Linked DNA regions of Mus musculus: region 2 is linked to region 1. Evidence: chromatin contacts called from public HiChIP or PLAC-seq data. All regions are on one chromosome and are shown on one strand. The core of a region is the stretch at or near the end of the contact, and the rest is flanking DNA. Distances in the headings are between cores, read along the strand shown.

What was found. HiChIP or PLAC-seq counts read pairs in DNA pulled down with a chosen protein or histone mark.
Region 2: a FOXA1 HiChIP or PLAC-seq map of pancreatic cancer cells shows a contact between it and region 1. The contact joins two enhancer-like sites. A contact is called at or near these places in 1 of 484 Hi-C or Micro-C datasets (liver) and 1 of 115 datasets of contacts at active chromatin or transcription factors (pancreatic cancer cells).

The regions. Positions count from the first base shown.
Region 1 is chr2:146,290,607-146,297,383 of GRCm38.p6, reverse strand. All of the region lies in intron 38 of Ralgapa2 (Ral GTPase activating protein, alpha subunit 2 (catalytic)), which reads left to right. Among named protein-coding and RNA genes, the nearest start is that of A930019D19Rik, 35 kb to the right of the region's middle. Within about 2 kb of position 1,818, at least 23 of the 459 cell types and tissues checked have an H3K27ac peak or open chromatin away from gene starts, as enhancers often do. A contact at or near this core is called in pancreatic cancer cells, where this site is marked.
Region 2 is chr2:146,608,664-146,616,062 of GRCm38.p6, reverse strand. No RefSeq gene overlaps it. Among named protein-coding and RNA genes, the nearest start is that of Gm52577, 37 kb to the right of the region's middle. Within about 2 kb of position 3,407, at least 19 of the 459 cell types and tissues checked have an H3K27ac peak or open chromatin away from gene starts, as enhancers often do. A contact at or near this core is called in pancreatic cancer cells, where this site is marked.

The sequences.
Region 1 (6,777 bases), core at 569-3,068:
AGTATTTTATAGCATAAAATTGTCCTGCTTTTACTAAGATATAAATAGTATCTTAATGCAATGGGATTAAATAGACTTGTTATTTTTTAACCTTTTGTTTAATAGTTCTGTGAAACAGAAAGTTCCTCCAAGCTTGACTGATTTTGACTTTGTTTGTTGATAGTAAAAAAAAAAAAAAACTTTGTAAAGAGACATCTATGGGCTGGGGAATATTAGAATATTAGCCTTAGCTCATAAGCCCCAACAACTCATGTTCAGTGTTCATTCCTGCCATCTGTTCTATAGAGATCCCTGAGAACATTTGACTAGAGGTTTCCATCTTCTTTAATGCTATACAAGCTTCATTCGTGTGTGTGTGTGTGTGTGTGTATGTGTGTGTGTGTGGTGTGTGTGTGTGGTGTGTGTGTGTGTGTGTGGTGTGTGTGTGTGTGTGGTGTGTGTGTGTGTGTGTGGTGTGTGTGTGTGTGTGTGTGGTGTGTGTGTGTATGTGTATGTGTGTGTGTGGTGTGTGTGTGTGTGTGTGTGTGTGTGTGTGTGTGTGGTGTGTGTGTGTGTGTGGTGTGTGTGTGTGTGTGTGTGTGTGTGTGTGTGTGTGTGTGTGTGTGTGTGGTGTGTGTTTCTGAGGTTTAAACCTGGAACCTTAAGCATGCTGGTTTCCCAACCCTACACTGATACGTTTTAGCATATTCAAAGTGTACTAAACTCTATTTGAGGAGGTTAGAACTAGCCTACAAAATTCTGTTCATGGTTTGTTTGGATATTGCAGAGATTAGAGCTTTGTGAAAACACAAGTTAATTCCCATATCAAAGGCTGTGGTTTCCCATGTTCCATTTCAGGTCTTCTCTTCGCATGTTGTATTTGTACACAGCTACCCTCAAGAAGTTAAAATGTCCTTTCCTTTATAATGCAATAGCAATTTTTCATCTTAAGGTCAACTAAAGGATTATTGCCAGCCAGAGCCACCTCACTTCATTTCCTGCCTCTTCAGCACAGCAGCCCAGACAAATCCACAGACATTGCCCTGTGCATACTGCCAAGATTAGCCAGAGCCCTACAGGGAAGCCCTTTGCCTAGATAGCTCCTCTTCCTAACCCCCCCACCCCACAGTGTCCACAGAACTCTTTCCCTGCCACTCTGAGATCTCCCCCTCCTTCCCATATAAAGCTTGCTCACACCTACGCACATCTGTGCATCTCTAGTACTGCTTGTGACCTTCCTGTGTGCTCTTTACTAATCATCTAATTTACTGTAAAATTCACTTATTATTTTTACCTGTGTTGTCCCCACTGTAGGAAAACAGAGATTCTTATCTGACTTTTTCTTTGACTGATATCTTTAAAGATAATAGTAAATATAGTTTGCAAATTGATAAAAACAAGGGCATCTCAGGATACAGATAATGCATTGTGTCTTCCAGGACAGTCCCAACCCTGGGTGCAGTCTCAGCACCTGCCACAGGATAAATATTTGTTCAGGAAATGCTTGTTAGATGAGTAAATGAAGTCAGCCCTCTGCCATAGCAGAAAAGGCCACCAACTCCACAACATTTCCTGTTCTAAAAAAGGAAATGAAAAATTGGTAATCCATCTTTCTGTTTGATGACTCTTACAAGAACTTTACTGTGAGATAAAGTGCAGATCTCATGACAGAAAAGACTACCATGGTCTGTCAGGCACATCTTGCCTTGGGCCAGTGGATTGTAATGATGCTGTTTATGAGATGATGAAATTCAGAACCTGAGTAAGAGACCCAGTGTGTGTGCAGAAAGTGAGCGAGGGTCTGCTCTCAGCATCTCCCAGTGTGTGTGCAGAAAGTGAACGAGGGTCTGCTCTCAGCATCTCCCAGTGTGTGTGCAGAAAGTGAACGAGGGTCTGCTCTCAGCATCTCCCAAGCCTGTCCTGGCACAGGCTCAGGGATGACTGAGCAAGAAACAGCCAGTGAGGCCATGCATTAAAATCTCAGTCAAGTTTAATTTACTTCCTCCTTTTAGATAAAAAGTAAGCCTGAGTAGAATCATCTTTCCTCAGAAGAGCCCAAGGATTTCCTAGATAGTCTAAAGACTCTGGCAGAGGTATTTCAAGGAGAACTGAAGGAGGATGACTTACAGAGTTCAGTGGGTATCCCAGGCTCAGCTTTGGGTCCTGCCAGGTCTGTCATGGCTGATAACCTTTGTAGTGGGAACAGCTAGGAACTGTCCAAGGGTCTCTTGCCTCCGGCCCCTCCCTGTAGCTAGCTTGGGTCTTCTAACCTCAGTCTAACTTCTGCCTGGCTATTGGGGGCTTCAAGAGACTCAGACGGAAGACACAAGGTTTTGCAGTCTCACATTGGACAACTCAGAATTACTGGCTACTGCTGAGGTGAGGGGAAATGGCATCCAGAATAGCAGCACTTCGTATTCTTAGTTGGATGGAAAGAAAAATGCAAACACCTTAAGGAATTCTGAGGGCAAAGTATTCTAGTACCATTTGTTTAATTGTACACAAGATATGTTTACTGCCTAGAAGAAAATCACTTACCAAAAGGAGAGAACTGATTTTAAATAATAACCTAAATCCAAAGGATACTCATAAAAGCAATACAGTTCAGTTTGCTTCTACCGCCATAGAAACACACATATAAATAAATGGGCCTTCTGAATTCCGTATAGATTTCTTGCTTTCTCACCTTAAAGTTTTATTACATTTTTATTAATGAATTGATGTGAAGGGGTAGCATATGGGTTATGCCACATATGTGAAGGTCATAGGACGACTTACTTGCAGAAGTCAGTTCTCTCCCAGCATGTGAGTTCTAGGGATCAGATTCAGGTCTCCGGCTTGGCAGCAGGCACCTTTACTCACTGCACCATCTCTCTGACCCCACCTTCCCAGTTTAATCTGTTCCCATCCTATAATCCATTTTGCATAGCTTTCAGGAATCATGAGTTTTGATGTACTTCAGAATTTCATTGTCTTTTTAGGTGAATTTATGTTTTTACACTGGAAGAAGTTTAAAAAAAAAAAAAAGCTACTGGAAGCCATATAGTTTACATTGCTGCAGTTTCCTTAAGGAGAATGAATGGTTTGGAAGGTAGTCTTTAAATTTTGGCCTTTAAGTTAGATGAGTGATCTTCTTCTATAGGAAAAAGGTTTCTGTCTTGAGTAATGAGAGCCAGACTTGTAGCTTTGGGTGACTCTTGGTCATTGGAAGGATGTTTGAAATGCATCTACATTGCTTCCTTTGCATTTAGGTTGACCTCTGGCAACAGTCTTTCAGCACTGCTGTGGATGGCTATAGAATGCCCAAAGCATATAGAAAAAACAAAAGCATTTTTTAAAAGCTGGATGTTTCAAATGGCAACTTGGCTTCTCTGAGAGGTCTGTGACCCACTGACAGGAGAGGGGGCAGCAATGTTTGGCCCACACAGCATCTTTGTCATGTCCCCATGCGTATTACAGTAACCCTCGTAGGTGCTGCAAAGGAGTGCTGATTTTCATTTGGAAGTGCAGCCCTCCACCAGAGCAGATCAATACTTGAGCTGTTTGTCTCTGCTGCTTACTTTCCTTTCGCACAGCGAGAGTCTTCTGCAGGGAGCGATCGATGGCTCTAATCTTCAGCAGCCTGCAGCCAGTCATGTGAGGCAGAGCACTTAGGTGGCATTACACGGACTGTGGAAGTGGCAGCTCCATGGCAGAGATTCATAGCACCCTCACTAGGGACACATTCCATCTGTGACGGGTGGTTCTGCTCAACCCTGCCGTGGAACACCGTTCCTCTGGAACTTAATACGAGGAAGAAGGACTCTGTCTGGATTCTGTGCATGTTTGTTCAAGCATACATGTGTGAACCAGACAGACAAATGTGCCAACATTCTCTCTATGACTCTACTAACTGTCACTGTGTCCTGGGCAGTGGAATCTACTCTTGAGCCTTGGGCTAGAAATAATTCCATTCTGACTAATTTTTAAACACTAAAGGTGTTTGTTTGTGTGTGTGTGTGTGTGTGTGTGTGTGTGTGTGTGTGTGTGTGTGTGTGTGTGTGTGCGTGCGCGCGCGCGCGTGCGCTTTTGATTTGGTTTCTGTTGTTTTTTGTTTTTAGTGGATTTTTATTTTGTTATTTAATAGGACATTGGTAGTACATGATTGTAAATCTAGCACTTGGGAAGTGGAGGCAGGAAGATCAGTAGTTAATATTACATGAATTTCTGTCTCAAAAAAAAATAAAACCAGGTTGTTTTGTTTTGTTTAATCTTTGAAAGTTCAGTGCCTGAAGAGCTCATTTAATTAATGTGCTTTCCACAAAGCATGTGAAGGCAGTAAGCATTAGTTGTCACATCTGTCTTTGGATGGCTTGTGGCCACTGTAAGAGTCTGGGGGATGAAGATCTGGCTCTCCCTAGACTACTGGGATGCCTCAGGAACCTCTACCTGGGAATGAGCTGTGGAATAGCCCAGGTATCCTCTGACAGTGTACTTTAGTTCCTTTCTAGCCTTTCTGTTTTCTTCTAGTGGTCCCAGCATTGTCCGTGGGATTCAGGCTACAATAAAAAGTAAGGGCTAGAGGTAAAGAGGGTAAATATGACAGGCAGCAGTGGCAAGCAGTGCCCCAGGCTAACACCTGCTACATGTAAGAGCCTTGCAGAAAAGACTCTGGCTTCCCCTGCTTCTTTTTGTTGTTTTTCTAGAATTGCTATTTGTCCAGGCTGGCCTCAGAACTAGTAATTTAGCTTCCTATGCAGCTGAGGCTACAGGGGTACGCAACCTTACTAGGATTCATTTGCTCTTCCCAACCCAAGGGTAGCTCTTCTAGCATGTCATCTTGATTTCACTCTTGATCATCCCACTGTTATGGCCATTTTCACTCGCCTACACTTGCCAGACATCTGCATCCTTTTGGTTTTTCAAAGTGCAGATATGTCACCTTCTGAGATGCCTCTGTTTGAACTTTCCTGGCCTAAAATCTTCACAGAGACAAGTTTCACCCTCGGAAGCCAGACCCTTCCCTCTTACGTTCAGCTACATTTCTTTAGATGCTTAGGATACTGTGTTGGCCAAAGGATGGTCAGCAGACCCTGGCTTCCCAGTCTCACTCCCAGGTGCTACTTCTCAACAGAAGTCAGAAGCAGGGCTGTGGTTTTTATTTTTATTAGGGTTTTTTTTTTCTTCACATTCAATAAGATATCCATTGGTCTTGGTCTTTGCTGTCTACCAGACCCTGAGGGCAAGCATATGGAAGGCATGGCTCTGGTCCTCAAGGGGTATTGCTGGAAAACAGCCTGTTAGATCAAAGAACAGTACAGTTTGTTAATGGCTACAATAGCAGGTTCAACTCAGAACAGTGTCCCAAGTCTCTGGCCTGGCTGGGAAGAATGAACAGGAGTCACAAGTCCTAAGTGAGGCAAGGACTGTTCAGGGAGCACTTTTCAGCCAAGAGCCTCCCATATACCCAAACCATCACAGATCTTAGCAGTCAGGGAACCCTAGATGCTTCTAGGAGGCCCACCCAACCCATGGGCACTAGCAACCCTGCCTGGAATTGCCAGAGCCCCCACAACTCCCTACACCCTCATCTCCCTCCCTGCACTTAAACCTTTCCCTTAAGAGATATCTGCTGGCTTATGTTATGGGTGAGACACAAAGGAGGCCAGGAGGTCAAGCCTCTTGGTGCTCCGTGCATTGGTCCCCAGGAATAGACATCAATTTACTTAGGTTCACCAACTTCTGCTCTGTCCAGGCACTAAGAATTTCACATATGTATTCAGTCCCTGGGTCCTTCCAGCAACTGATGAAGGAAAGGAACACATATCCTAGGAACACATTATATAAATGTAGGACTGTGTCATCTAGAAATATACATAAGCAGAGCACAGAGAGGTTAGATAACCTGCTGTAGGTCACACAGGTCTGTGAGTGTGGAAGCTGGGACCTGAAGCCAGCAGCAGCTGCTCTGCTGGTACTGCTAACTTACTGCTCACCATTGCCCCTTAAAATGTCCCTGCTACCCAGACAGACCCATGGGCTTCTCCACACAGTTCAGTGCCACTTTTTAAAACATGTTGAAACTGTTGGGGAGATTTATAACTTGTAAGTTACAGCAGCTTTTGATAACTACTAACACCGGTATGTGTTTTAATGAGACTGAAGGCATGAACGAGCAGAGTCTCCTCTCGAGGCTTTGTGAGAACACATAGACATTGGGCTGGCTCCTCTGAAGGCCTGCATTGTCGCCAGGCTCATTAGCATCGTCGCTCCTAGCTAGCCCTTGCTGCTTGCTAGCTTACCAGCTGTTCCTGCTGCTCTGTACAATGTCGGATGTGTTCAGCTCACTGGGTTCCTGTCCTCGCCACCGGGAGGAGACAGCCCTTCCACTGGGGATACCCACGTGGCTGCCTGTCAGCGGTGGCACCGAATAAAGTAATAGGCCTTCGCATGGCATATGGTGTCTGGATTCGTACAAGATGCAAAACTCCTCTGCTTCTAATGCAGGGTGACTCATAGCATTGCTAATTTTTCAAACAAAAGCTGACTTCCACACCCACACTTTTAACCCCTCAGGCTAAAAAGTCTTGGGGGGCTCCAGAAAGATGTTTTTTGAGATGTTGTAGGAAATGTGGTCTGCTTACTAAAAGCTCACTTAGCATTTGGTCAGGATGTTTAAAATTTCTATTAAAAAATGTTTCCTCTCCAATGTGGGGGAGGGGGTTGCAAGCTTTAATTTTGAATTCCTTCCTCATATTGGAAGAATGTAACAGACTGTCAGGCTTCCCCCCACACACACAAAATTAAGCTGGGATAGAA
Region 2 (7,399 bases), core at 2,158-4,657, 320 kb before region 1:
TAGAACAGCAATGTACATTTTGTGCCATTATATGCCACAAGTATGTGATCTGCCTTTTCAGTTGAATTTACAGAAGAATTGCCGTTAAGAACCTGCACGGGTCTCAGAAGAAACTTTGGATTTTTAAACAGGGTTGAGACTGTTTAGACTATGGGGACTTTGAAGTTGGACTGAGTGCATTTCTGCATTATGATGTAGACAAGCTTATGGGGCCTATGCAATGGAGTGTGCTGGTTTGGAAGAAAATGGCCTACATAGGCTCATAGTGAATGGTACAATTAGAAGATATGGCCTTGTTAGAATAGGTGTGGCCTTGTTAGAGTAAATATGACATTGTTGGAGAAAGTATGTCATTGGAGGTGGACTTTGAGGTCATAGTGCTCAAGTCAGGCCCAGTGTGACATTCTCTTTTTTGCTGTCTGCCAATCTGGATGTAGAAATCTCACTAGCTGCCCAGTACTATGTGTGCCCAAATGCCACCATGCTACCTAGCATGGTAACCATGAACTAAACCTCTGAGCTGTAAGCCAGCCCCAATTAGATTCTTTCTTTTATAAGAGTTGCCATAGTTATGATGTCTCTTCACAGAAATAGAAACCCTAACACAAAGAGTGAACCAAAATTTTATTTCTCTGTTTCTCTCCCTGTGTCTTCTGTCTGTCTATAGTTTGTGGTCTGTGACTTGTCTATTGTGCCTGTGTGTTGTGCCAGCCTGTTGTATGTGCATCTGAACTCTCTTTCCTGTGTTTGTTGCTAACAAAGTGTTTTATTCTATATCTATTGAATAGCAATAAAAGCATGGTATGGAAAAGATATGAAGAATAGCTTTTTACAGAATTTCTTTAACAGACTTTTACAAAGGAAAAAGTTACATTACTGGCCCCTACTGACCCAGAATAGCACTCAAAACACAGAATAGCACTCAATCACAAACCAAAGTTATCAACCTCTCTATCCACTTATTGGTTACAACATTTATTTGGTTCAAGGTTGCTTTCAACCTGTTGGTGGCTTTCATCAAATGATTACAATACACATCACATATGCACACACTATTCTGGGTCGCAGGCATAGAAGAGCAAATAAGTTAAAATTGAAGCTATGCATTAGCTTATAAAGTTGATTACATGGGAAACTCAAGGCATAGCATGGTTAGGGACATCACTGTCTTAAGTGGTTAAACTTAAACAGGGTAAGTAGGTTAAGTACATCGTCTTTTATTAACTGGCAAAAGTTCAGTATCTTTTAAGATGAGGGATATTTTCAGAAAAAAATATATCACCACTTGGCCAGCCCAGTGATCACCAAGGTGGTCTTTGAGGTGGTCAGCTGCACTGTCCAGTCTGATGGTCAATGACAGAGATCATTTTTGTGGTCCTCTATATGATCAGCCACAGTGGTCACTTTACGATCACTGTCCTGATCAGTTGTATGATCCACTGTGACGGCCAGCCACTGTGGTCATTTTTGTGGTCACTTTTGTGGTCACTTGCAGTGTCCAAGTTGCTGATCAGCCATACTGATTACTGCTATGGTCACTTAGGGGGGACATTTCTTATTTTTGCTTTTTGTGGTCAGTTTTTGGTTTGGTTTTGTGGTCAGGCTAATCTGATGGAGGCATTTTCTCTTCTGAGGTTCTGTCTTCTCAGATGACTTGCCTTGTGTGAAGTTGACAAAACCCAGCCAGCACCCCCAGGAACTCTGGCCTGAGGAGTCCCTCTAAGGATTGCTGCTGTCCCTCTCACCTTACCTCCCTTCTCACCCACCAGAGGGTCTCTCCTGTCAACAGATCATTCCCTGACCCCTGCTAGGGTTTGTGCTAGTGTGGAGACACTATGTTACAGTCGCTATGGAGATCCAGAACCGCCCCAGATGCTGTGAATAATCTGCACCCAAGAGGAGTGAGCAAAGCCACTCAGCAACAATTCCTTCTCTGGCAGGTATGAATGTTCCCGTCAGGAGCGGAAGAGTGACCCCTGTAAGGGCTGGGTAGTGAATCTGAGCACGAGAACACATTTTCTTTTTGATTGGTGCCAGATGCTGTTTAGAGAGGCGTGGCACCACACACTGACGACTGTTCACACTTCTGCAGTAGACTTAAAGTATTTTTTTAAAAGATACAAGATATCAGGCATATTGTGGAGCACAACTGTAATCCAAGTTGGGAGACTGAGCCAGCAGGATCTCAAGTTGCAGGCTAGCCTGAGCTACAGAACAAGACTGTCTCAAAAGAAAAACTATAATAAGCACACACACACATACACACACACAAACACACAGGACTGTATTTCTGTATTCCTTCTTTGACCATTCACAGAATTATCAAACAATGAGCCCTGCAGTTTCACAGGGAACAAAGGAAGGGGACTGAACTCTGTAAGAGAGTCCAAGTTTATCATAGGGAGAAGTTTGCTCTGGGAAAAGGACCTGTGTATACAACACTGGGTGAGGAGTCTATGGTACAGCATATATTTGCAGCTTAGGAATCCATCTGCAAAACACTGAATGAAATCTTGGTTTTATATAATATCCTTAGCCCCCTTTGGTTCAAGATTGAGTGGCTTGGGCTGGGTTGAAGCCCATTGATGATACATTTACCTAGTGGCTACCACACGTTGGTTGGATAGAAAGTCAAAGACTTTCACTTTATCAACTCCAAAGCAGTGTGGGAACTGAGGAATAGAAGATACAGGAGGCACCAGGCTCTGTACTTCAGTTCTCAATGGCTGGTTTTCCACCTGCTATGGGGCCCATTTGTCTCCTCTTGTGTCAGGCTAGGACGATGCCACTCGGGAGACCAGACTAAAGGCAGACTCCTCCTTCCTCTGACTGACAGCCTGAAGCTGCTTTTTCTAAGAGAGTTACAAGTTTTAAGAGTATCCCGAGTTCCCTGAGACCCCCAAATGAATTTCCTAGCTTTCCTAAGCAATTCTAGATCTTCTCCAGCAGAGGGCGCGCGCGAGGAGCTGGTCGAAATGTGCGCCCGAAAGCATTAGTCAATAAAACAGCAGCTAGGTGATCCCAAAGAAGCAGCGGCTGCTGCTGCTGCTGCTGCTGCTGCTTTTGTCCGCCCCCCCACCCCCCAGCCCCCGCTCGTGATTTTCCACCCCAGAGCGCAAAGCCCAGCCCTTCTCCACCACTGATGGTGCAGGAAACAGGCCCTGGAACACTATCCCAATCCAAAGTACAAGTTGTCATGATGGTCACACTGAAGAACTACTTTGGAGCTCAGCATTTTTTTAGGGACCCATTGTGGAAATCTTCTTTCACTGGTCACAGGTTTCTCTGCATATCTCAGAGTGAACCTCCATTTTTTACAATGCAGTTTGTTTTCCTTGCTCTCCCCAAACCCCCTTGAGAGGAAATTGAGAACTCACTGGGAGAAATAGTTACATAAGACGTTTTCCAAACACTACAAGGTCACTCGAGTCGCCTGAATAAAGCATGTTGTTTGAATGCGTCCAGACAGTATCACTAAGAATTGTTCAGTCAACATTTTATTCCTTTAATTAACCCCTCAAATATGTCCAAATGACCAACGGATTTAATGAAAATATGCAAAAAGGAAGTTTTTTTTTTAAATAATTGTTTCTAATTAAATTGATGGATTTATTCTGATTTGTTTCTCTCTGGAGGCCTGTGGAATCTTGCAGTCTTGGTTGTTGAAGGGAATGCTGCCACCTGGTGGCTATGGGAGGTACTATTCGCAGCTGACAGCCAGCTTTCAGCAAGCTGACCCACCCAAGGGACCTCCCCTGCCCAAGGGTGTAGCCACTCCGGGGTGTAGCTCATCTAATAAATGGACAGGATGGGGGTTCTGTCTCTGTCCTTGCTAGTAGATTGTGTCAACTTGACAAAAGCTAGAGTCATTTTGGGAGAAGGACTCTCAACTTAGAAAATACCACCACTAGGTTGGTCTGTGAGCATGTTTGTTGACTGATGATCGATGTGGGAGGGGTCAGATCACTGCAGGCAGTGCCACTCGTAGGATGGTGATCCTGGGTGCTAGTAGGAAGCAGAGTGAGCACGCCAGTAAGCAGCACTTCTCCATGGCCTCTGCATCAGCTCCTGCTTGGAGGTTCCTGCCCTGATAAACCCTTTCCTCCCCACGTTCTTCTTGGTTGAGATGCTTTGTCACAGCAACAGTAGCCCTGACTGATACATGTCCCTTGCCCATGTAGGGGTGATTCTGAATGTACCTCCCCCCACCCTGGTGCCATCCCTACTTTCCTGCTAACTTCCAGAAGAAGGGCCAAGTCACATTGTCCTATAGAAGAAACTACATAAGAAGGACAATTTGGTGATTGTGATATGGTACCCAGTCTCTGGTCACCCATGACCATTGCACCAGCATCCCTCCTTCCCCTCAGACTAAGGGACGACCTAGTAGTACCAACTGACAAAGGATAGAAAGGCAGAACTTGTTCTATGGATGTTATTTTAAAATCCAAAGCATCTCCCCCCACAGGCCCATATTTGCGTGCTTGCGACACTCATCTGAAGGTCACCAAATCTTTAGGAGGTGCTGGCAGACTGAGGTCACTTCTAGGTCTGTGAAGATTATGACCTTCCCTGGTGGTGGCCTCCATCTTTGCTTCCAGGTCCACAGTGATGAGAAGAAGCTCTAGTTCATGCTACTCATGCTACCCACACCTATCCTACCGTCATGAACTGAAATCTCTAAAACATGAACCAAAAGAAATCTTCCCTCTACTAAGTTGTTGTGGTTGGGCCTTTTGTCACCGTGACGAGAAATAGTGCAGGATGAGAATTGGCAGCAAATGTACTCAGCCCCATTCAGTGCGGTCACAAAACATAGTCACAGGGGGCTGTTCTCAAATGCATGGGGCTTCAGGCACATGGAAAGTGTGGCAGTTTGAATAAAAATGTCCCTGTAGGCTCATGGGGAGTGGCAGTTTGAGGAGGTGTGGTCTTGGAGTGGGTGTGGTCTTGTTGGAAGAAGTATGTCACTGGGGGTGGGGTTTGAGGTGTCAGATGCTCAAGGCAGGCCCAGTGCCATTCTCTTGTTCTGCTGACTGCTGATCCAGACATAAAACTCTCAGCTGCCTCTCTAGCACCATGTCTACCTGCATGCCGCTGTGCTTCCCACCATGGTGACAATGGTAACTGACTATCACAGAGGACACTACAATTGAGCACCACAATATCCACTATATCTGGCCACACTGATGAATACTACAGTGACCACAAGATCTGATCATCACAGTAGACGCTACGGTCAACCACCATAGTAATCACTACTGCTGACCACATAGATGGCCACCACACAGGGACCACTATGATTAACCATCACAGTGAACACCTCAACTGACCTCCCTGATGGCCATTACAGCTGACCACATTGAGGACCACCATAATGATTGTCTTAGTTAGGGTTTCATTGCTGTGAAGGGACAACCTGACTAAGGTGACTCTTATAAAGGCAAACATTTCATTGGGGCTGGCTTACAGTTTCAGAGGTTCGGTCCATTGTCATTGTGACACGAAGTGTAGTAGAGTGCAGGAAGAGAGAATTCTAATCTTGATCCACAGGCAGTAGAAGGGGACTGTCTTCTACAGGCAGCCAGGAGGCATAGGAGACTTCAAAGCCCACCCCACAGTGACACACTTCCTCCAAACAGTGACACACTTCCTCCAACAAGGCCACAGCTTCTAATAGTGCCACTCCCTATGACTAAGCATTCAAACACATAAGTCTATGGGGGTCATACGTATACAAACTATCACATTCCACTTCCTGGCTCCCATAGGCTTATAGCCACAACATAATGCAAAATGCATTTAGTCAAACTTCAAAAGTCCCCAAAGTCTGTCGCAGTCTCAACAATGTTTAAAAGTTCAAAGTCTCTTCTGAGATTCATGCAATCTCTTAACTGCAATCCCCTATAATATCAAAATCAAAAAAGAAAAAGAGATCACATACTTCCAACATACAATGGCACAGGATATACATCATTATTCCAAACTGCAAGGAAGGGAGGAAATACTGGACCAAAGCAAGACTAAAAACCAGTTGGGCAAACTCCAACCTCTGAATCTCCACATCTGATGGCAAAATGTTCTTCATATCTCCAACTCCTTTCAACTTTGCTGACTACCAAAATGACCATGGCAGTGACCAGAATAGCTGACCATCACAGTGGATGCTAGAAGTGACCACAAAAGTGACCACTATGTCTGACCTTCATGGTGGGCATTATAACTGACCACCAAAATGGCTACTAAAGTTGACCATCACAGTGGAAACTACAACTGACCACCAGAGTGACCATGACAGTGACCACTATGACTGGCCATCATAGTTGACACTATCACTGACTACCAGAGTGACCACAAAAGTGACTGCCATAGCAGACCATCTAAATGGACACTGCAGCTGGCCACAAAAGTGACCAAAAAGGTGATAAGTATGACTGACCATCATAGTAGACACTACAACTGACCACCAAGGAGACTGCAACAGTGTCCACTAGGATTGTCCATCAGAGTGTATGTGACAGTGACCACTTGGGTGATCATCACGGTGGATACTACATTACAAATGACCACCTACGTGACCACTTTGACTGACCATCACAATGATAACAAAACTGACCATCTCACTGATCATCATAGCCACCTCTATAGTTGACCATTATGGTGAAAACTACAAGTGACCATCACAGTGACTCACACTGGTCATCTCAGTGACCATCACAGTTACCACCATAGAGACCACAATTGCTGATCACCACAGTGAACACTACAACTGACCACTTTAATATCCCACATAATGATCACACTCTAGCTGACCATCACAGTGACCCAAGCTGACCACCATAGTCACCTTTATTGCTAACCATTACAATGAATACTTCCTCACACGGTGACTATGGCTATCACAGTGAACACTATAACAGATCACCTCAATGACCAACTTGGTGACCATTCTGACCAAAAATGCTAATTTTTTTCTGAAAATATCCCTCATCTTCAAAGATACTGAACTTTTGCCAGTTAATATGTCTATGCATTTAACCTGCTGTTCTACTGTGTATTCACCTTGTTAAGTATAACCTATTAAGAAAGCATGTAACTAACTATACTATGCATTAGATTTCCTATGTAATCAATGCTGCAAACTAAGCTAATGCATAGTTTCGTCAATGTTAACTTAATTGCTTTTCTATGCCCCTAGTCCAGAATAATATATGTATATGTGATCTGTATTGTAATCAAATGCTGAAAGCCTTGAACAGGTTGAAATCAAACTTGAACCAAATAAATGTTGTAACCAACTAGTGGACTTTAGCAACAAAGGAAGACACAGATCACACACACCTTCAATAGGCAGGCACAAAACTCAGGTACAATAGATAGGCAATAGGGACAGCTCACA